Linked DNA regions of Mus musculus: all the other regions are linked to region 2. The links are chromatin contacts, called in public Hi-C, HiCAR-type and promoter capture Hi-C maps. All regions are on one chromosome and are shown on one strand. Each heading gives the region's core, a stretch centred on a gene start, on an enhancer-like site or on the middle of the called end of the contact. The rest is flanking DNA. Distances are from core to core; before and after follow the strand shown.

The links. Promoter capture Hi-C pulls out the DNA fragments that hold promoters and counts their contacts. Hi-C and Micro-C count contacts between places; a contact is called where the count stands out from the background. HiCAR-type assays count read pairs that join an accessible place to other places.
Region 1: a contact with region 2 is called in a Hi-C map of B cells, with 5 read pairs. The contact joins the promoter of Zfp51 here to the promoter of Zfp945 in region 2. A contact is called at or near these places in 1 of 39 promoter capture datasets (hippocampal neurons), 1 of 484 Hi-C or Micro-C datasets (B cells) and 1 of 115 datasets of contacts at active chromatin or transcription factors (astrocytes).
Region 3: a contact with region 2 is called in a promoter capture Hi-C map of liver, with 9 times the contacts expected there. The contact joins the promoter of Zfp983 here to the promoter of Zfp945 in region 2. A contact is called at or near these places in 5 of 39 promoter capture datasets (the C10 cell line, hippocampal neurons, liver and 1 more) and 1 of 9 other capture datasets (adipose tissue).
Region 4: a contact with region 2 is called in a promoter capture Hi-C map of hippocampal neurons, with 12 times the contacts expected there. The contact joins the promoter of Zfp160 here to the promoter of Zfp945 in region 2. A contact is called at or near these places in 6 of 39 promoter capture datasets (the 3T3-L1 cell line, hippocampal neurons, liver and 2 more), 1 of 484 Hi-C or Micro-C datasets (B cells) and 1 of 9 other capture datasets (liver).
Region 5: a contact with region 2 is called in a promoter capture Hi-C map of liver, with 14 times the contacts expected there. The contact joins the promoter of Zfp948 here to the promoter of Zfp945 in region 2. A contact is called at or near these places in 5 of 39 promoter capture datasets (the 3T3-L1 cell line, hippocampal neurons, liver and 1 more), 2 of 115 datasets of contacts at active chromatin or transcription factors (astrocytes and fibro-adipogenic progenitors) and 1 of 9 other capture datasets (adipose tissue).
Region 6: a promoter capture Hi-C map of hippocampal neurons shows a contact between it and region 2, with 5 times the contacts expected there. The contact joins the promoter of Zfp54 here to the promoter of Zfp945 in region 2. A contact is called at or near these places in 3 of 39 promoter capture datasets (hippocampal neurons, liver and pre-B cells) and 1 of 115 datasets of contacts at active chromatin or transcription factors (pancreatic cancer cells).
Region 7: a HiCAR-type map of astrocytes shows a contact between it and region 2, with 4 times the contacts expected there. The contact joins the promoter of Zfp53 here to the promoter of Zfp945 in region 2. A contact is called at or near these places in 5 of 39 promoter capture datasets (the 3T3-L1 cell line, hippocampal neurons, liver and 1 more) and 1 of 115 datasets of contacts at active chromatin or transcription factors (astrocytes).

What each region holds. Positions count from the first base shown.
Region 1 is chr17:21,449,014-21,451,972 of GRCm38.p6, reverse strand. It overlaps Zfp51 (zinc finger protein 51), which reads right to left and starts at 1,599. Exons shown (of 5, transcript NM_009558.4): 1 at 1,552-1,599.
Region 2 is chr17:22,865,871-22,868,570 of GRCm38.p6, reverse strand. Zfp945 (zinc finger protein 945) reads left to right here and starts at 1,437. Exons shown (of 5, transcript NM_001110254.1): 1 at 1,437-1,590.
Region 3 is chr17:21,649,199-21,652,035 of GRCm38.p6, reverse strand. Zfp983 (zinc finger protein 983) reads right to left here and starts at 1,425. Exons shown (of 7, transcript NM_001357098.1): 1 at 1,164-1,425; 2 at 91-233.
Region 4 is chr17:21,007,502-21,010,201 of GRCm38.p6, reverse strand. It overlaps Zfp160 (zinc finger protein 160), which reads right to left and starts at 1,261. Exons shown (of 5, transcript NM_145483.2): 1 at 1,216-1,261.
Region 5 is chr17:21,565,405-21,568,295 of GRCm38.p6, reverse strand. It overlaps Zfp948 (zinc finger protein 948), which reads right to left and starts at 1,318. Exons shown (of 6, transcript NM_001002008.2): 1 at 1,051-1,318.
Region 6 is chr17:21,421,958-21,424,662 of GRCm38.p6, reverse strand. It overlaps Zfp54 (zinc finger protein 54), which reads right to left and starts at 1,419. Exons shown (of 5, transcript NM_001379357.1): 1 at 1,346-1,419.
Region 7 is chr17:21,487,334-21,490,313 of GRCm38.p6, reverse strand. Zfp53 (zinc finger protein 53) reads right to left here and starts at 1,326. Exons shown (of 5, transcript NM_013843.3): 1 at 1,049-1,326.

The DNA of each region.
Region 1 (2,959 bases), core at 350-2,849, 1.4 Mb after region 2:
CACAGTCACACTGGTGGCCGTGAACTGACCACAAAATACAAAACAACAGTTTGAATAGTGGTCCTGGTGCACACCTTTAACGCTAGCACTCAGGAAACAGAGTCAGGTGTAACTCAGTGACTTCCAGTCCAGCCTAGTCTACATGACAGGATGAGTTCTGGGCCAGACAGAGGGACACAATGGGTTCAAGCCACAGACAAAACAAACACAGGAACTAAGCCAAACTAAACCAAACCAAACCAAAAAACAGTTTGTGTTCATGGACAAAGTGGTTTTCTAGAACTAAGGAGACAAAATACTTTTGCTGTCTTTTTTCTGATATAGAAGAGCTAAAGTAATTATTTGAAAGATGATTTATAGTACCATCATATACAATATAATACCTTTTCTGTTTTATTTCTTTTTTCCTTTTCCTTCTCCCTCTTCCCACTGACATTTCTCTGTGGTTCTAGCTGTCCTTAAACTCCCTTTATGTACCAGGGTGGCAAGGAACTCCCAGATCCAATTGCCTCAGTTTCCTAAGTGTAGGCATTAAAGGCTTGTGATTAAAGGATTAAAGGGTTATAGGATACAGGGATTAAAGGATTAAAAACTGGTTTATAATGTCCTTTCTAACTGTGAACTGTAGCAGATGTGCAACTTGGTTATCATGTTGGTCCCCTAACAACTGGAGCAGAGGCTGTCTCTGACTCTGTTGACTGCCTTTGGATCCCCTTTCCCTAACTGGGCTGCCTTGTCTAGCCTCAATAGCCTCAGTGCAGTGCCTAATCCCACTGCATCTTGATATGCCAAGGAGGGTGGATATCCACAGGAGGCTTTCCCTTCTCTGAGGATAAAGAGAGGAAGGTGTAGGATAGGGGGAGGAAGGTAGTGGAGGAGTGAGAGACTAGAAGGAGAGGAAGAAGTGATGACAATCACTTCTAGTTATATTTACAACTATATCTACGAAACTCGCAACAAATATACGCTGAGATTCAGTTACATTTCCAGCCATTCCTTTCATGAGTAATAGCTAAAAGCTCTCTGGGGATGTTAAGTCACCAAGTATGTCCTGGGTATAACAGTGGAGTTAGCATGGATGTAAGTAAATTTAAAGAGCTTTATCCTTTATCTCAACAAAGAGAACTGGTTTGCAAACTTCAGTAGATAAACTAAAATATTCTACTATTCTACTATTTTGAATATTTTGGCAATCATTTGGTCAATGAAAAACACATCAGGATTATTTCAGTTTATATGCACTAAAATATATCGAGCCAGCTTACTTATGAACACCAGAAAAACTGATCACGCCCTGCTCTCTTCCGGCCCCTTCCCAGCCCCGTAGCTCCTTTGACTTGGGAGGTTTCTGAGCTATGGTTCCAGCTGCTGTGCTGCTGACTCTCCCAAGATGCCCCGCGCGGCACACGGCTGGCCGGCGTTTTACCTTCCCCTAAATTCCTCCCCGTTCTGCTATCCCAGGTCTACACTACGCGATTCCCTACGGTGCAGGGCCGTGAGCTCTGGACGTGAACAGGTCGTTAACACTTTTGGCTTTGGTTCTCAACTTACCTGGCTTCACTCACCTAGTTTCCCAGCTTCCGCTCACGTCACTCCTCTAACTCCTCCCACTCAACACTTTTCTACACTTCCTGGTAACGTCCAATGTGCTTGCACCCTCCGTTTCCGGGTGAGTGGCCCTGCCCCGCGGAGACCCGTCCCTCCCACTTTGTCTCTGGCTGCCTTCCACACAGGCCCAGCTGTCAGCTCGCCCAGCCTCCCCTCATGCTTGCTGCTAGCTAGACCAGAAGTGGATCTGGTAGGACTTTGCACCCCGATATCTGACCCCCATAGTGAGTTCAGAACCATTTAGATAAATGACCGGAAGCCTAACACCTCCTGGACTTCCAGCCGCTGGAATACATACTTTGTACCAAACAACAACAACACAGGCTAAATTCAGAAGCCCAAGTCCCATCCCCAAAACACAAACATGAGAAGCCAAAAGCAAATCCTAAAATTTTGACTTGGGAGAGACTTTTAAAGAACTTGGAATTTGAAAAGAAATAGGTGTCTCAAGAATTCAGTGGCTCTTTGCTATCCGCCCAGGGCCGAATTCATCCTGTGCTGTACTGATGTTACCACTAGATGGCGGTCTGTCATTTTACTAACTCAGAAAGGAGTTAGTCTTGTGATTTATGCTTAAAGTGAGAAAAACCAATTCTTTCTTTCTTTCTTTCTTTCTTTCTTTCTTTCTTTCTTTCTTTCTTTCTTTCTTTCTTTCTTTCTTTCTTTCTTTCTTCCTTCCTTCCTTCCTTCCTTCCTTCCTTCCTTCTCTCCTCCCTTCCTTCCACCCCTCTATTTATTTATTTATTTATTTATCTATTTATCTCTTTCTCTCTTCCTCCCTCCCTCCCTCCCTCCCTTTTTTCTGGAGTGTTGAATGCAGAGACCTTAACTTGCACAGATGCAAAAAATAAGGTATATGGTTCTAGTCTTAATATAGTCAGTTACTAGTTAGTTCATCTAGCTTGGTGAACACCAAAGAAGAGGTGGTTAGGATATAAGAAGGAAAAGAGGAGAGGATGGGCTAAGACACACTATTCTCTAGACTCCATACAATTATTGTAATCAGTAACCAACAGCAGCTGTCTTTATGTTCACTGGCCTCACACAAGACCACAGTCATTCTAGGAACTGGAACAGCTCACTTTACCTCCCAGAGGTTGGCTATGGATAGATTGTAGGAGAATAATCACTACCTTTAGTTGTCATCTTGTGCTGAGCACATCAGGCTCCAACACATAGCTCCTATCTTACTGGGTCCCTGGCAATATGAATAGAGATGAACACAATCGAGAGGTTTGTTGGAATTGTAAATCAGAAGAGCAGAGTTTTAGGAGTGGAATATGTACTTTATATCAAAAGTATACCAAAATATTGGGCAATACTTGATGTGGACATACAAATGCAATATGCA
Region 2 (2,700 bases), core at 188-2,687:
GGATGCTAAACGGGCTATTTCTCTCTTCCTTCCTTCCTTCCTTCCTTCCTTCCTTCCTTCCTTCCTTCCTTCTTTCCTTCCTTCCTTCCTTTCCTTAAAGGACAAAAATTCCGTATGAAAATTCAGTGATAATGCAGAAAGATGAGGCTGTCAAATATGCAGAAAATAAGCAATGTATATGGGCACAATCATAAACAAGTCAGTTACATCATGCCATCTATAGCTCTGGGAATATTAAGGAAGAGGAAGGAGAAAGAAGTAAGGAGAAAAGATGAGATGGCCATAACATGTCATTCTCCAGATTCCATACAACTATTGTAGTCAGTGACTCAGAGCACCTGTATTTACCTGCACTGACCTCACTCAAGACTAACCCTAGCTACAATCAGTCTCCAAAGAGGAGAGGGTCACAGGACCCCACCCTGACTGTGGCAATAAGTCAGTTTTAGGAGAAGGGGAAATCACTGTGCTTAGTTGTGTCTCATCTGCTGAGACCAGCAGGTTCCAAAACATAGTTCCAAAACCAGTGTCTCACAGATGATCCTGATTAATCATGATGGGTCACAAAACAAAATGAATCGAAATGAATATGAGAAAGAGAGAGAGAGAGAGAGTGAGAGAGAGAGAGAGAGAGAAGGAGATTAGTTGGAAGTATGGGCCAGAATTGTAGGGAGTGGGGAATTACAGTGTGCACTACTTATTAAATTCAGTTTGCATATTCTATATTGTCACTACTTCCTTCAGGCATTTGCTATTGTTTTGTTGCCCACAACCATTTTGTTCCTATTTTGAGTTTATTAACATACTTTACAAACTTTGACCTTCTTGAACATGACTCTGGTTTTCAGTTCTGTATATTGGATATTTAAGCTCCTTTCCTTAGGGGATACAGATATGATTAGTGTTTAGAGGCAACAACGTTCAATTTTTGTTTTATTTTGTTTTGGGAAAAGGATCTGAGTGAGCATCAGAATTTACTCCTCTGTGTGTGTGTGTGTGTGTGTGTGTGTGTGTGTGCTGGTATTCCAAGGAGGGGAAGTTAGAATAACATATCTGATGGGATCAGAACCCATGTTGGAGGTCAGATACTGGGTGCATCATCCTATTTGATCCAATTCTGGTCAAGCCTGGCAACAAGTATAGGGGATGATGAGAGCAAAGAGCAAGTCCAGGTCTGGCAGCTGGAGCTGTGTGGCAGGCTGCCCAAAACTGAGTGGGAGGAGCTGTTCCTGATGGGTGGACACCCCTGTCTGAGCAGATGATTTAGGGGGGTGGGGGTGGGGCAAAACAAAACCAGCTGGGAAGTAAAGTAAATTAAAGTAAAACAGGCCTATAGTAAGCGGGTTTAAAGGAATCGCATAACCGGAAGTGGGCTATGTTGGGCGGGTACAGGAGGAGCTTCTCTAAGAAAACAAGCGTGAGTGACAGGAAATTCCACCTTTCCCTGAAGAACTCAGGGAGCCGCACGGTCTGGAAGTGGGGTTGGAAGAACCCGGCCGTGTATTAGGGTACCCGAAAACTTCCTTAAGACTCAGGTGCCTCTGGGAGCATTTTGGAAGCGTCAGCAGCCCGGCAGCGGGAACCTCCCAGGTCAGAGGGGCTGGGGGGCTGGGAAAAGGGTGGGAGCGGAGAAGCAGGGGTGTGTTTTCCTCCGCGGCTCTTAAGGACGCCGCTTTCATAATTCTGCCATGGTTATCTTAGCGTTGTCGGGAAGTTTGAGATCCTATGAACTGGGGGTTTATCGTGATGTTTTCGTTTATCTTATGGTTGCCAGAATATTTTCCGAAAATAATCTCGTAGAGCATTTGCAGAATCTGCAGTTCGCACGCAGAGCTCTCTTTGCTCCAGCAGTTACAAAGCTCCTCGAATTCAAATTCACTCATGCTTTCTTAACACCCCTGTTCCACCATTTCCTATTCAAGAGAGTGGCCATTGGCCCGGAGAATGGGCATCCTCGGAGAGTTTTGCAGATATTAGTCATCTGAAGAACCAGTTGAGATTTGATTGAGTCAGAAAATATACATGACTAAGCACCATAGTTAGAGCTGTGAACTTTAAATATTACTGGGCAAAGCTTTACTCCCCGTTTTGCTTTGGTTTTGGTTTTGGTTTCCATCTTAGATGTGCACACTCTGTGATGTAAATACTGCAGTCAGAAATGTGTCTTTATATGTTGAGTTACAACTGAAAACTGAGGACGTGACTGCTCTAAGGTATGGTTGAGGAGAAAATTTATTGTAAGTTATGTTAATCCTGAGATTTGCCTGAGACAAATCAGTACCACCATTTGGGCAAGTATTATTAAATATTAAATACTGACCAAGCTATGGACTTTGGCCTCATGCTACAGGAGTTTATAAAGACAAACCTGCATACATTCCCATGAGAGTTTGTTACTTTTCCAAGAACTACAACTCCCAGCATTTTAGGAAGTTATTTGGTTCTTGGGTAGGTAGTGCTTACATGTTAATTTTGGGCTTCACAGTATGAGAGAACAGAGGTATCTGGAAGGGTCCAAACTTAACCTGGCCGTGACTTGGGGGGTTGAAAGGGGGAGTTAGGGAATAGGAGGCTCCCAAGAGAGGAAACAGGTGCCAAGGAAACAGTTATCCAAAGATGTCCACTATGATATATTAATAGGCACCTCAGTTAGCCATTTTTCCTAAGCTCCTTTGATATCTAACAAGGCCAGACCAGCAT
Region 3 (2,837 bases), core at 176-2,675, 1.2 Mb after region 2:
ATACACTAGAGAGGTTCTGAATTTATTATGGACTAAAAAAGGATGGAAGCTTTACACTGTCAAAGATCTCACAATTGCAGAATAACTTGCCTCTTCCTGAGGAGGAACAAGGGAGGCTGGAAGCAAACTGTTCTCACCCACACAAACCAGAGTGCTGAAATTCTGCAACAAGGCCTTCCCAGAAGGGTCCTGACACTGCCTGTTCTTCTGGAAGTCCACAGTCACACCAGTGGCTGAGAAATGACCACAAAATACAAAACAGCAGTTTAAGTCCTTGTCCTGGTGCACACCTTTAGTCCCAAATGTAGGGATTAAAGGCGTGTGCCAATACCACCTGGTTTATAATGCGCAAACTGTGAAAATACTGTGACCTATACCCTCAAATAGCCTACTGTGCCTTTCCAGGTTCTAGGAACTCAGCACAAAAACACGATTTTCTTTTCTTTCTTTCTTTCTTTCTGTCCTTTTGTTTTTTGTTGTTGTTGAGACAGGAGCTCATCATGTAGCTCTGGCTATCCTGACCTCACCAAGCAGACCAGGCTGGTCTCCAACTCTTTGATCTGCCTGCCTCTGTCCTCCCTCCCCCATGCTGGGATTAAAGATGCATGCCAACAAGCCTGGTGCATTTATAGCAGAATATTGCATTTACATCAGGGAGTGCATGTCTCCGAAGGAAAGGTAATGGTGGGTATAGAGTTTACTTTTAAATGTTAATGGTTAAAACCATATCTATGAAACTCGCAAAAAAATATGCTTTTGGATTCAATTACATTTGCAGCCACTCCTTTCATGACTGCTGTCTAAAAGCTCTCAGCAGATGCCAAGTCACCAAGTATGTTCACGGGTATAACAAGGGAGTTAGCATGGATGAATGTAAATTCCAAGAGCTTTGTCCTTTTCACCTAAATAAAGAGAACTGTTTTGCAAGCATCAAAAGATAAATTCAAATATTCTCCTAGACCACTCTACTATGAATATTTTGGCAATCAGGTGAACAATAAAAAACAAATCAGGATTACTTCAGTTCATATGACCTAAAATTGTGTTGACAAGGGAAGAAACCCACAGCAAAACTTCAGAGCTTGCTTCCTTAGGAACAGCAGAGAAACTGATCACAGCCTGGTCCCCTCCCTCCCCTTTCCCAGCCCCTCAGCTTCTCTGACCTGGGAGGATCCAGGGCGGTAGGGAGGCGGGTCCAGCTGCTGCACTGCAGACTTCCCCACCATTCCCCGCGCGGCGCCCACGTCAGCCCCGAGTTTTACCTTCCCCGAAGTCCACCCTGTGTTCTGACCCCAGGTCTGCACCACATGATTCCCCACGGTGCAGGCCTGCTTGCTCTGCACCTGAACAGGTCATTGACACTCAGGCTTTGGCTCTCAGTACAACTACCCAGGCCTCATCAGCCGGTTCCCAGCTTCCGTTTACGTCACCCCCTAACTCCTCCCACTCTGAACACTTTTCTACATCACACACCCGCCTCAACAGGCCACATCCTCACACCCTCTGTTTCCGGGTAAGTGGCCCCGCCTTACGGAGATAGCTCCCTCCCATTCTGTGTCAAGCTGCCTTCCACACAGCTCCAGATGTCAGGCTGAACAGTCTCCCCTCATGCTTGCTGCCAGCCTAGACCAGAAGTGAGAAGTGGACCTGCTAGGAGGCTGTGCACCCAATGTTTGACACACACAGTGAGTTTTGAACCCTTTATATCCAAGATAGCCTGACACCTGGACTTGACAACCAGCCTCTGGGCTACATAGTTCATACCAAACAGCAACAGGCTCTCCCATCCCAACACACAAACATGAGAAGCCAAAATACTGAAATTCTGACTTAGGGAGAGACATTTAAAGAACTTAAGTCAGAGATCTGGTAGCTTTTGCTACCAGCCCAAGGCAGAATTCACCCCGCAGTGTACTGCTTTCACCACAAGAAGGCAGACTTGCCAGTTCACTAACTCAGAAAGACATTAGCCTTCTATGACTCATACTTAAAGTCCTTTGAGAGAAAATATAGAATTTCTTCCTTCTGTCGTTCCTTCCTTCCTTCTTTCCTTCCTTTTTTAATAGAGTGATGGGTGCAGAGACTCTTGACTATCCTGATAGAGAAAATAAGTAAAACTTAAGCCGTCAGCTACACCATCAATCTCTACCTCTGGGGACACCACCAAGGAAGAAGAGGTGGTTAGGAAATAAGAAGGGAAAAAGGAGGGGAAAGGCTAAGACACGACACAGCATTCTCCAGACCATACAACTATTGTAATCAGTAACCAACAGCAGCTGTCTTTATGTGCACTGGCCTCACACAAGACCACAGTCAGTGTAGGTTAGGGAATGGCACACACAACCTCTCAGATGTTGACTATGGATAGATTCATAGATTCTAGAAGAGTGATGTGCCTTTAGCATATCAGGGTCCAGCACACATCAGGCTCCAAACCCACAGTCTCACAAATGGCTCTGGTTCATCTCAGTGGATCACAAGCAATATGAATAGATATGGACACAGTAGAGTGACTGTTGGAATTGTGAACCAGGATAGTGGAGAGGTAGGAGATGAGAGTGGGCAGTATTTGATGTGAGCGCACAAATGCACACACACATTCTGTGTGTATATACATGTATATGTGAGTGTAAAATAGTTAATAATAGAAAGATTGGGAGGATTCATTCATTCATTCATTCAGGACAGGATTTTGCCATGTAAACCTGTTTTTAAAGGCAACAGTTTAAATGATTACATCAGTCTGTAATTTATTGCTTGGTAGCATCAGTATCTTATGGGATTTTTGTTTTTGTTGACTTTGTTGTTGTTTTGCAAGATAAGTTGGCCTTGAATTC
Region 4 (2,700 bases), core at 12-2,511, 1.9 Mb after region 2:
CAGCTTTCTTCCCACATGCTGGCATTACTGATCTGTGCCACCATGCCTAACACAATACCAGTTAATGCCCATCAGATCAAGTTTTGCAACTCTCTTCCATACCACTAAAATTCAAACAAAAATTAAGGGTTTTTTTATTTCAACAACAAAGACAAGCTCAGTAATAATAACCTTACTATTCCATCAACTTCTGCTTTATCCAGCCTGCCCCTCCCTCATTCTGCACTATCTTATTCACACTTTCTGAAGGGACTTTGCCAGCTCCAGCATGGTGACCATGACTCTGGTAGGCCTTGCCCCTTTCCTCTCTCTGCCTTGCTAAAAACTCTCAGATTACATTCCTAAAGCTACACCCAAAGTCTATTCCTTTATTTGGCCAATTCCTCCTCCTGACACTTACTATGAAGGCCCAGCTATCAAAGCATTGAAGTCTGGCAACCGAAAGGCACCTCTGGCTCACCTAATTAATGTGCCAGCTAAACACCTCGTCCTAATAAGGGGATTCTCATTTTACCTCTATAAGCCGCCATTTGCCTATGGGTCACATCTGTCTCCTCTCTATCTAGAAACAGTCATTTGTCCCACTTCTGGACAAATACTCCTAACCCCTCTCTCTTGCCCCTTTCTGCCCTCTTCTTTGTTCCCTTCCCCTTCTTCCTCTATCTCCTGTCTCTGACCTTTATCCGGGCCTTCTGTACCTCTAAGACAAATAAATCTTTGTGCTGAGAACTTGGTCTGAGAACTTGGTCTTGGAAGTTCTCCCCAGATACTTTCCCTTTCGCTTCCATCGCCTGCTTTTCTTTCTGTCACACATTATGGCAGTTTAGCTGTTCTCTCACCCTCCTCTCCACTCTTGCCAGCATCTCCAGACCCTGCTTTCTTTTTCCTTTCCACCAGGCGCCGCGGCAAGCTGCTCCTCTGCTATTCTGTCACCCGCGGCACTCTCTAGTACCGCATCACCTGGCACTGCCCGCACAAACGATAGTCATGTCTCCTCCCCGACCGCTGAAGCTTTTGAATCCGTGCCCCCGCTCCTTCCTGGCTCCATCCCCTCCCCTGGCTCCGCTGCCATCTCTCTCTCCCACGTTCCTACTTCCTCAGTCTCGCAGCTCTCCGCGTCACCGAGTGGAGCTTTGCACACAAGATGGGGACTCCAGGGCAGAGGTCCGGGTTCTGAGTGCCAGCAACCGGCCTAAAGAATCTGGGAAAACTCACCCAGCTACAAAATTTATGCAGAGCAAAACCGCTTCCGGGTCGCTGCGCAGGAGTGCATTCAGCATTCGCGGTCAGATCCGGGGTAAAATAAGGCGGGACCAGAGAACAAGTGATTGACGCTAACAAGGGGCGGTACCTAGAAAGGAAGCTGCTCTGAGAAGGAAATTTTAGGGCATGCTGGCCACTGCGTGCTAGTGGGACTTGGAACAGGAAACTGTTGCTTGGAGGGGACAGTATTTAAAGAAATGTTTATGGGCTAGAGAGGACCTGAATGCTGAGAATGGCGTGGTGAGGGCTTAGAACTGTTTCGGAAAACAGCGGGGTGGGGGTGGAGGGTCAAACCAAATAATGGACTAGAAGGGAGTGTGGGGATGCATTGGAGAGTAGGATAGTGCTCAAGTACAAGTGGGCATGGGTCTGGCTCTACAAGGGGATTCAGAGTAGGTTGTGTTCTTGGTGCACAGTTCTCAGTCCCTCCTTATTCTCCCACAGGTTCCTAGCTCTAAGGAGCAGGGCTCCTGAGCATTGTCAATCAGTAACCATGCATAGGTAGGAGAGTCGGGGACGATGGTGAATATAAGCAAGCATTGATTTTATTTTTAATTCGAAGAGTTTTATATATAAAAACAATTACCTATTTTAAAAGTTATATTTTCTGTTACAAAAGAGAATTGCATTCACAAAGGTCATGAACGATTGGCATTGAAGATCGATTCTTTTTTTAAGTGCCAACTTTTCTCTTTGTAATAAAAATAACAATTTAAAAATATTTTAAGTGCTTTTTGGCTTGAAAGTTTGAAACAGCATATAAGCTATTTTGGCATTCTCATTGAAAGTTCTTACTGTATCTACTTTAAATAGAAACAAACTCTTGCATACAAGTACATGTGTTCTAAAGGATGTTTGTGACAGCAGTCTGCAGATGTAACTGTCAAAGGTCAGCGGGAATAATTTGAGGAATGGCTAATGAAAAATATTTCTTCTCATTTCCACCATGTAGCATATCTACAGTTCATCAAACATTTCCAAAGGAAGTACACATAGAATTCAACAAACTATCACCAGTATAGAATAATGAGATGCACTGAGTTTCCCTGGTACTTCACCATTGCAAAGTACTTTCAGATACATACTTTTAAATATATAATGAATAGTAATCATTTCACCCTACACTACTGTCTCATGATCCCTACTACTTCCTGCTGAACATTTTAATATATGCATTATGTTAGTAGAAAGTCATTTGCTATTCATCCTATTGAAAGCAGTTGCTCAGAGTCTGGACATCCTCTCTGCAAATGTCCTTCAAAATGCCATGTCCTTGGGCAGGTTGCCCCCCTAAATCTGAAGCAGAGGTAAGAAAAAGAGAAGAGGAAACAAAGATATTTAAAATATGGTATTGCTCTTGAGAACCACTAGAAGGTGAACCATTTCCATAAGGATTCTTTTATCTCATGAATATGTGCCTAGGGTCCTGTACTGGCT
Region 5 (2,891 bases), core at 69-2,568, 1.3 Mb after region 2:
AGACTACTATTGACATTTTTCTAATATAGAAGAGTTAATTTTTCAAAAGACGCTTTATAGTTTTATAGTTTACAACAATACGTTTCATTCGTGTTTTCATTTTTCTTCTCCCGTTTCCAATAGACGGGATTTCTCCATAGCCCTGACTGTCCTTAAACCATGTCTGTATACCAGGATGACAAGGATCTTCTAGACCTACCTGCCTGTTTCCCAAGATAGGGATTAAAGATTTGTGCTTATAATGTCCTTTCTAACTGTGAACTGTAACAGATGTGCAGCTTAGTTGTCATGTGGGCCCTGTAACAACTGGAGCAGAGCCTGTCTCTGACTCTGTTGTCTGCCTTTGGATTCCTTTTCCAACTGGGCAGTCTTGTCTAGCCTCAATGGTAGATAAGCCTAGTCCTACTGCAACTAGACTGGCTGAGCCACTGGACTCCTCCCCTTCTCTGAGGAGAAATGGAGGAGGAAATTGGTGGAGGAGAAGCAGGAGGAATGGACTGGGAGGAGAGGAAGTGGGGGGAGGGGTGGTGTTTGCGATAGAAGTGTAAAGTAAATAAATTAATAATGAGAAATAAAAGTTTACTTATAAATGTTAATGTTCACAACCATACCTATGTAATTTGCAAAAATAAAATATTCTTTCAGATTATTTGCAACCACTCCTTTATATATAGTATCTAAAAGATATCCGGGGATGCCAAGTCACTGTAAGTCTCCTGGTAAAACAGGCCAGTTAGAGTGAATGAATGTAAATTTCAAGAGCTTTTTCCTTTTAACCTGAACAAACAGAATTGGTTTTCAAAAATCAATACATAAATTCAAATATTCTACTACAGTATTCTAATAGGAACATTTGGCATTCAGAAGTCAATTTAAAAAAAAAAAAAAAAAAAAACAGGATTAGTCCGATTTATGTGAGCTAAAAGTTCTCGACAAGGGAAGAAAGACATCTACAGCAGAATTCCCGAGCCAGGTTCCTTAGAAGCAGAAGACAAACCGATCACACCCTGTTCCCTTCCCGCCCTTTTCCAACCCCACAGCTCCTCTGACCTGGGCGGTTCCAGGGCCGCCTGGCTCCGGTTCTCGCCGCTTTGCGACTGATTGCTGATTCCTCCAGGATGCCCCGCAAGGCACCCGCGGCTGCCTGGAGTTTTAGCTTCCCACGAAGTCCTCTGTGTCCTCTGACCCCAGGTCTGAACCACGCGATTCCCCACGGGGCAGGGCCGCGAGCTCTGGACCTGACAGGTCCTTGACACTTCTGGTTCTTCGTCCCACGTTTCCAGCCTCCCACACCCAGTTTCCAGCTTCCGTTCACGTCACTGCCCTAACTCCTCCCACTGGGAATACTCCTCCCACTCGGAACACTATGTTTTCCACCCCCACCTAATGTCTAACAACCTTCCACCATGTTTCTGGGTGAATATCCCTGCCCCGCGAACACGTCCCTCCCACTTTGTCTCAGGCTTCCTGCCATACAGCTCCAGCTGTCAGGCTGCTTCGGACCCGCTATGCACAGCCTCCCAGTGGCCACTGTCTGCCTAGACCAGAACTGGGCCTAATAGGACGCTGCACCCCGGTATCTGATCCCCATCCTGGGTACTGAATCCTTTAGATGCAAAATAGCCTAAAACTAGCCTCTAGGACACATACTTCATACCAAACAATAACAGGCTAACTTGAGAAGCCAGAGTCCCATTCCCAACACACAAACATAGGAAGCCAATACCAAATTCTGAAAATTTGACTATGGTACAGACATTCAAAGAACTTGGATTTTGAAAAAAAAAAAGAAAGGTGTCTAAAGAAGTCAGTAGTCATCGTTTTGTCATCAGCATAGGGCTGAAGTCATCCCGCACTGTACTGCTTTCACCACTAGATGTCATTTTACTAACTCAGAAAGGCATTTGTCTTCTGTGAGTCATTCACGAGGCTCTTTTCTCATGACAGATTTCTGGTGGATGCAGACTCTTGGCTAGCCCAGTCGCAAAAAAAAAAAAAAAAAAAAAAAAGTAAAGTACGTGGTTCTAGTCATAAAAAAGTCTGTTACTCTATAACAACTCCAGCTCTGGGAACACTGAGGAAGAAGAGTAGGTTAGGAAATAAGGGAAAGAGGGAAAAGGGCTAAGACACACCATCCTCTAGATCCCATACAACTATTGTAATCAGTAACCAACAGCAACTGTCCTTCCCTGCACTGGCCTCACACAAGACCACAGTCAGTCTAGGAAGTGGAACAGCTCTCTATATGTTGGCTATGGATAGAGTGTAGAAGAATCACTGCCTTTAGTTGTCATCCTATACTGAGCACATCAGACTCCAGCAAGGTCTCACAAATGACTCTGGTTCATCTCAGTGATCCCAGGCAAAAATGAATGGAGATGAACACAGTAGAGTGACTGTTGGAACTGTGGACCATAGTGAAGAGGTAGGAGGTGAGAGTGGCAGTATTTGAAGTGGGCACAGAAACACACAATGCTGTCATGTGTGTGTGTCTGTGTTTGTGATATATCTAATAATAGAAAAGGGGGGGGGGTATTTATTCATCCATTCATTATAGACAGAGTTTCTCTGTGTGTACCTGTGTTTAAAAGCTGGTGCTAAGCCGGGTGTGGTGGCGCACACCTTTGATCCTAGCACTCGGGAGGCAGAGGCAGGTGGATTTCTGAGTTAGAGGCCTGCCTGGTCTACAAAGTGAGTTCTAGGACAGCCAGGGCTAAACAGAGAAACCCTGTCTCAAAAAAACAAAAACAAAACAAAACAATACAAAACAAAACAAAACAAAAAAACGGTGCTAATGTGACCAGATCAATTGTTTAATTTTAACACCAGTGTGAGATTTCTTTTTGGTTGTATCACTATGTGGTGGGATTTTTGTTTTTTGAGACATGCTG
Region 6 (2,705 bases), core at 170-2,669, 1.4 Mb after region 2:
TAAAGAGGAACAAAACTGAAGACTGTACAATGATCCCCCAAATGCCATTCAGTGTCAGAATATTGAAAAATATTTAGAAAACATTTTCAGTTAGTCTAGCGTGAACCTCACTTCCAATCACAGCTTCTTGAAAACTTATGGGTAGAAATGAAACTGGATGATTGGAATGAGAATAATATACACTAATAAAGTTCTGAACTTATCATGAACTGAAAATGATGGAAGCCTTTGTAGCTTGATCATGGACTTTTTTTTTCTCTCTCTCTCTCTTTCTCTTTAGGACAGCAGCTTGGCCACTTTCTGACCCAAGGGGCTGGAAATGGCAGTTATGGCCCTAAGAGAAACCTGGGGATGATGCTGGGGTAGGAGGGGAGGCTAGTCATTTCAGTGCCTCCAGGGCCTTAAAACCTGGAAATCCCTTCATTACTCAGTGTTAACAGATTACATTGTTCCAGCTTTAATGACCAAGCAATACTTCAGGACCCACTGTTCTTTTCCAGTACGTCATTTCACATGCTCCAAAGACACTATAAACACCCATCCCTCTGCCTAGCCTTCCAACTCTCTTCCCTTTCAGAGTAGCTGCCATTCTGTTTATCTGCAATATATCTCTTGCACGATGTTTGTTGTGTGGTGTGACTTTGTTGTATTGCTTTTGCTCCTGACTGCAAAGATGCCCTTGCTCTTAAAAATTCCTTACATGTTCCTTTCATTACTGATAGTTAAAACCTCTCCGTAGGTGCCAAGTTCCCAGGTATACAAAGAAATTAGTGTGGACTAATGTAAATTTCAGGAGCGTTGTCCTTTCTATCATAGCAAAATAACAAGAACAAAACAAAAACAACAACCAAACCAAACACGTTTGCCAATATTAACAGATAGTTTCAAATACTCCACTAGAGTACTTCTATAAGAAAAATTTGCCAAGAGAATAAATGGAAAAAAAATCAGTATTCATCAACTTAGTATGGTCTAAAATCTATGGGCAAGGGCAAGACATGAAGAGCAGAATTTTGAGAGCTGTCATTTTTATGAGTAGCCGAGGAAATATCTCACCCCTGTCTGATTCCTTCCCTTTCCCAGCCCCTTAGCTCCTCTAACCTGGTAGGTTACAGCCCTCCCCCACTGGGCTGTGGTTCCACCGGTTGGGCTGCTGCCTGCTGACTCTCCCAGGATGCCCCGCGCGGCACCTGAGGCTCAGGGTAGTTTTTTGCGTCCCCTTGAAACCCTTCTTGTATCCTCTGACTCCAGGTCTGCATCACAAGATTCTCCACGGTGCATGCCAGCGAGTTCCTCGAGGAAGACGTCCTTGCCACTTTTGGGTTTGGCTCCTCAGTCAACTTACCTAGGTTCACTAAAGAACAGTCCCAGCTATCACGCCACTCCTCTAATCCCAGCTCCATTCAACACACTTCCTCCACACAACACACTTCCTCCACACCCATATACTGTCCCCAACGGCTGTTTCCGGTGAGTGGCCCCACCCCCCCGGAGACAGGTCCCTCCCTATCAGTCTCAGGCTGCGGTCCACACAGTTCCAGCTGTCAAGCTTCTCTGAACCCGCTCTCCACAGACTCCCCACAAGTTTGCTGTCAGCGTAGACTAGAACTGGATCTGACAGGACGCTGCACCCGGATATCTGACCACCATACTGAGTTCTGAACCCTTCAGATAAAAGATAGCCTTACACCTCGACTTGACTACCAGCCCGTGAGCGACAAACTTATCCCAAACAATCCCAACACACAAAAATGACAAGTCAAAACCAAATCCTGAAAATTTGACTTGCGGAGAGACATTTAAAGAACTTGGATTTTGAAAAGAAATAGGTGTCTCAAGAAGTCAGTGAATTTATCTTGAGCTGCATGGCTTTCACCACTAGATGGTGGTCTTGCCATTTTCCTAATTCAGAGAGGAGTTTGTCTTCTGTGACTCAAGATAAAAGTGCTTTGAGATAAAACAGACTGTACTAACCCAGCATAATCCCAAAGAATAAACTAAACATTTTCTCTCCTGCCCACGAATAAGCTTAGTCTTCACCCCTTATCAAGAAACTTTTCTCTACTACAGAGACCACTGTAAAAAACTACAGTAATCACAATGCAGAGTTGTGATCATTATGGGGTAGGTCATTATGAATGTTTTGTCTACATTGCCCACTATAATAACTATGATCACCTTGTCTCTGGTGATTCGATGCTGCCACCTGGCCTTTGTTACCTTGGGGCAAAATTAAATCCATTACATTTAATTCATTCAATTGAGTAGCAGTATCTCCAACCCTAAGGTCTGGCACAAGGAAAAGGGCAAGAACAAAACTCTTCAAATGTGCTGTTGCCCCTCTCGCCAGTTTTTGTCCAGAGATACTAAGAGCAACAAGCCAGGCAAATCAGTTTTCTTATTTCCCTCCAAATTGTAGAAAACTTCGTGTACAGGGTCACCTAATTCACACCAGTCACAGTTGATGAATCAAGATAATCAAAGGCATTTGCATATAGTTTCCACCACTGGCCTCCTATATTCTCCAAGCTCCCAGGGGAGAAAGTATCTGGAGAAATTTCAGGAGTTGAAGGTGCCTAGTGAATTAGAAGATGCTGACAAATTATTAAACGGATTCCAGATTCTTAAGACATTCATTCTTATACTTCTGCTCCTCTAGAACCAATCCTGGTACCAACTTGTGTCTTAGTTAGGATTCTCTAGAG
Region 7 (2,980 bases), core at 77-2,576, 1.4 Mb after region 2:
AAACTGGGTTTCTCTGTGCAGCCTTGGGTTTCCTTAAACTCATTCTGTAGACCAGGCTGGCAAAGAACTCCACCTGCCTCTGCCTCTGGAGTGTTGGGAATATAGGTGTGTACCACCACCAAATGCTGTCTAACTGTGAAAACCCTGTAGCCTGATTCCCTCAAACAGCATACTGTGATTTTCCAGGCTCTAATTTGCAACATTAAGAACTCAGAAGAAGACAAAAAAAAATTTTTTTTGTCTGACTTGCCTGCCTTCCTTACTTTTTTTCTCTCCTTCCCTCCCTCTTATCCATCCTTCCTTCTTCCTTCCCCTTGTTTGTCTTGTTGTTGTATTTATATTTAAGTTTTTGGAGACAGGGTCTCACAATGTAGCTGTGGTAGTCCTGGAACTCACGATGTAGATCAGGTTGGCCTACAAACTCAGTGAGATCCATCTGTCTTTGTCTCCTGACTGCTGAGATAAAAGATGAGTGTCACCAAGCCTGGCGGCACCCTTTTCACAACGCTATATTTACATCACAGAGTGAATACACAGAGTTTTAGATGAAAAATTAATGGTGGATAAAACGTTGACTTTTAAAAGTTAATGTTTACATCCATACCTGTGGAACTCACAACAAATTGTACTCTTAATTAAATTTGCAGGTGTTCCTTTCATGACTAATATCTAGAAGCTTTCATGGAATCATAGTCCCTAGGTCCATATGCCACTCTCTTGAATAAGGAAGTGGTAGCACACGGAAGTTAGTATGGATAATCGAAAATCTCAAGAGCTTTGTCCTTTCCACCATAGCAAAGAGAACCGCGTTTGCAAATATCAACCGATAAATTTAAATGTTCTACTAGGTTATTCGTAGGAGAATATGTGGAGGGTAGAAGATCAATTAAAAATAGCACTATTCAGTCAATATTATTGAAAAATGTATCGACGAGGGTAAGACATCCAACAGCACAGTTTTGAGAGCTGTCATCTTTATGAGTTGCGGAGACATTGATCATGCTCTGCTCCACTCCCGCCCGTTCTGCAGCCCCGCAGCTCCTCTGACCTGGAAGGTTCCAGGGCCGCCAGGCTGCTGTTCCCGCCGCGGCGCTGCTGACTCTCCCAGGACGCCCCGCCTGGCACCTGTAGCTTTGGGGGTTCACGGGTCCCGCGAGACCCCGGCCGTGTGCTCTGCAGGCAAGTCTGCACCACGCGACTCCACACAGTGCAGACCCTAGGCCGGAAACGCGTTCTTAACACTTTAGGCTCTGACTATTTAGCCTCAATTCCTTAGGCTCACACACATTGCATCTCAGTATCCCTGCTGGTCACTCCTCTAAACTCGCCCACTCCACACCCTTCCTCTACACCCAGCCAATGTGTAACATCCTCCCATCCTCTGCTTCCGGGTGAGTGGCTCCGCCCCACGGAAATCAGTCCCTCCCACTCGGTCTCAGGCTTCCTCCCACAGATCCAGCTGTAAGGCTGACCTGGCCTTGATCTGCACGGTCTTCCCACCTGCTTGTTGCGAGCCTGGACCAGAACTGGATCTGATATGACGCAGCATCCCGGTATCTGACCCCCATAGTGAGTTCTGAACCCGTCAGATACAAAATAGGCATCCTAACACCCCCATTGGACTATGAGCCTCTGGGCCATATAATATATACCAAAGAGCAAAACAGGCTAAATTCAGATGCCAGAATGCCATCTATTAAAATGCAAACGTGAGAACTCAAAACCATATACTGCAATTTTGATTTGGGGAGAGACTTTTCAGGAACGTGGAACATAGTCTTCGTTTTAAAATAAAGAAAAATCCTACCTGATAAACAGCTTAAAGGAAGAAGCCATTGAAAAGTCCTACCCGCCTATGATGTCTATGAACCACATCAGTGGTCCCCAGTTACCTTTGCATAATTTTAGTTTAATATAAATTGCGGTGTTTTAAGATTTAAACTTCATTAAAAGCTTTTGCAAGTTTCTTAACTTTATGTTTCCATTACTTACACAGTTGTGATTTGTAAGTAGACCTCTGGGGAGTTAACATTTTCTTATACTATAATTGCATGGATTTTCAGAAAAACCAAGATGAAACAAATAATTGAGAAATCAGTAATCAGCTTTAGGGTGCAACTCAGAGTACATGTTTCTGTTTTTAAATATTTTTTCTCAGAAATTGATGAAGAAGAATTTAATGCACTCAGATTCACAATACTTGGGTAAACTAATGTACCATAATGAAGATTACTGTTTTGATGACCCAGACTTTGTAATATTAAAGGCTCCATTTAAAACATCAAAGGCCTTTTCTTTCTTTCCGGGGGGTGGGGGGAAAAAGAGAGAGAGAGAGAGAGAGAGAGAGAGAGATAGAATCACTAGATTCTTCAAAAGTTATTGATGTAAAGCAAATATTCTGCCAGATGTCAGAGTTTCTAGATGATTTGAGGCAGGTCTGCAGTGGACAGCTATTGCTTATTTCTTTCCTCCATTGTCTGAGTTCCACACACTGTTGTGTTTCTTAACTTTCCTTTTACAGTTATTCTCAAGTCAACTCTCTACAATGACTCCTGAGATCATTTACCAGAAGGGTATCAGTGTATCCTCCACTGAGAAGAAAATGAAGGATGTAATATGAATGAATACCTACATATAAGGAAGGCAATTACAGAACAATGCTACTTCATGGACTCACATTAGGTTTATATTTGTAAAAAAAAAAAATTCCAATCTGACATCAGCATAGTCAAGTAAATTTTGTTTTATACTAGTGTTAAGTCACTGTAATTCAGATACAATAAGGTGCAATGTCTTCTAACAGTTACAACAGGCAGGACACCTGTTGTGTCCTGCTCATTCACTTGCCCACCATGGTTGTGGCTATATCATCTCCATGTTTCTGGGCAATCTCATTTGCCTCAGACAGGTGACCAGATCTAACTTGAATGTAATAATCCATGTGTTCTCTGAGGTAGCCCATGACTAATGAAAGAATATT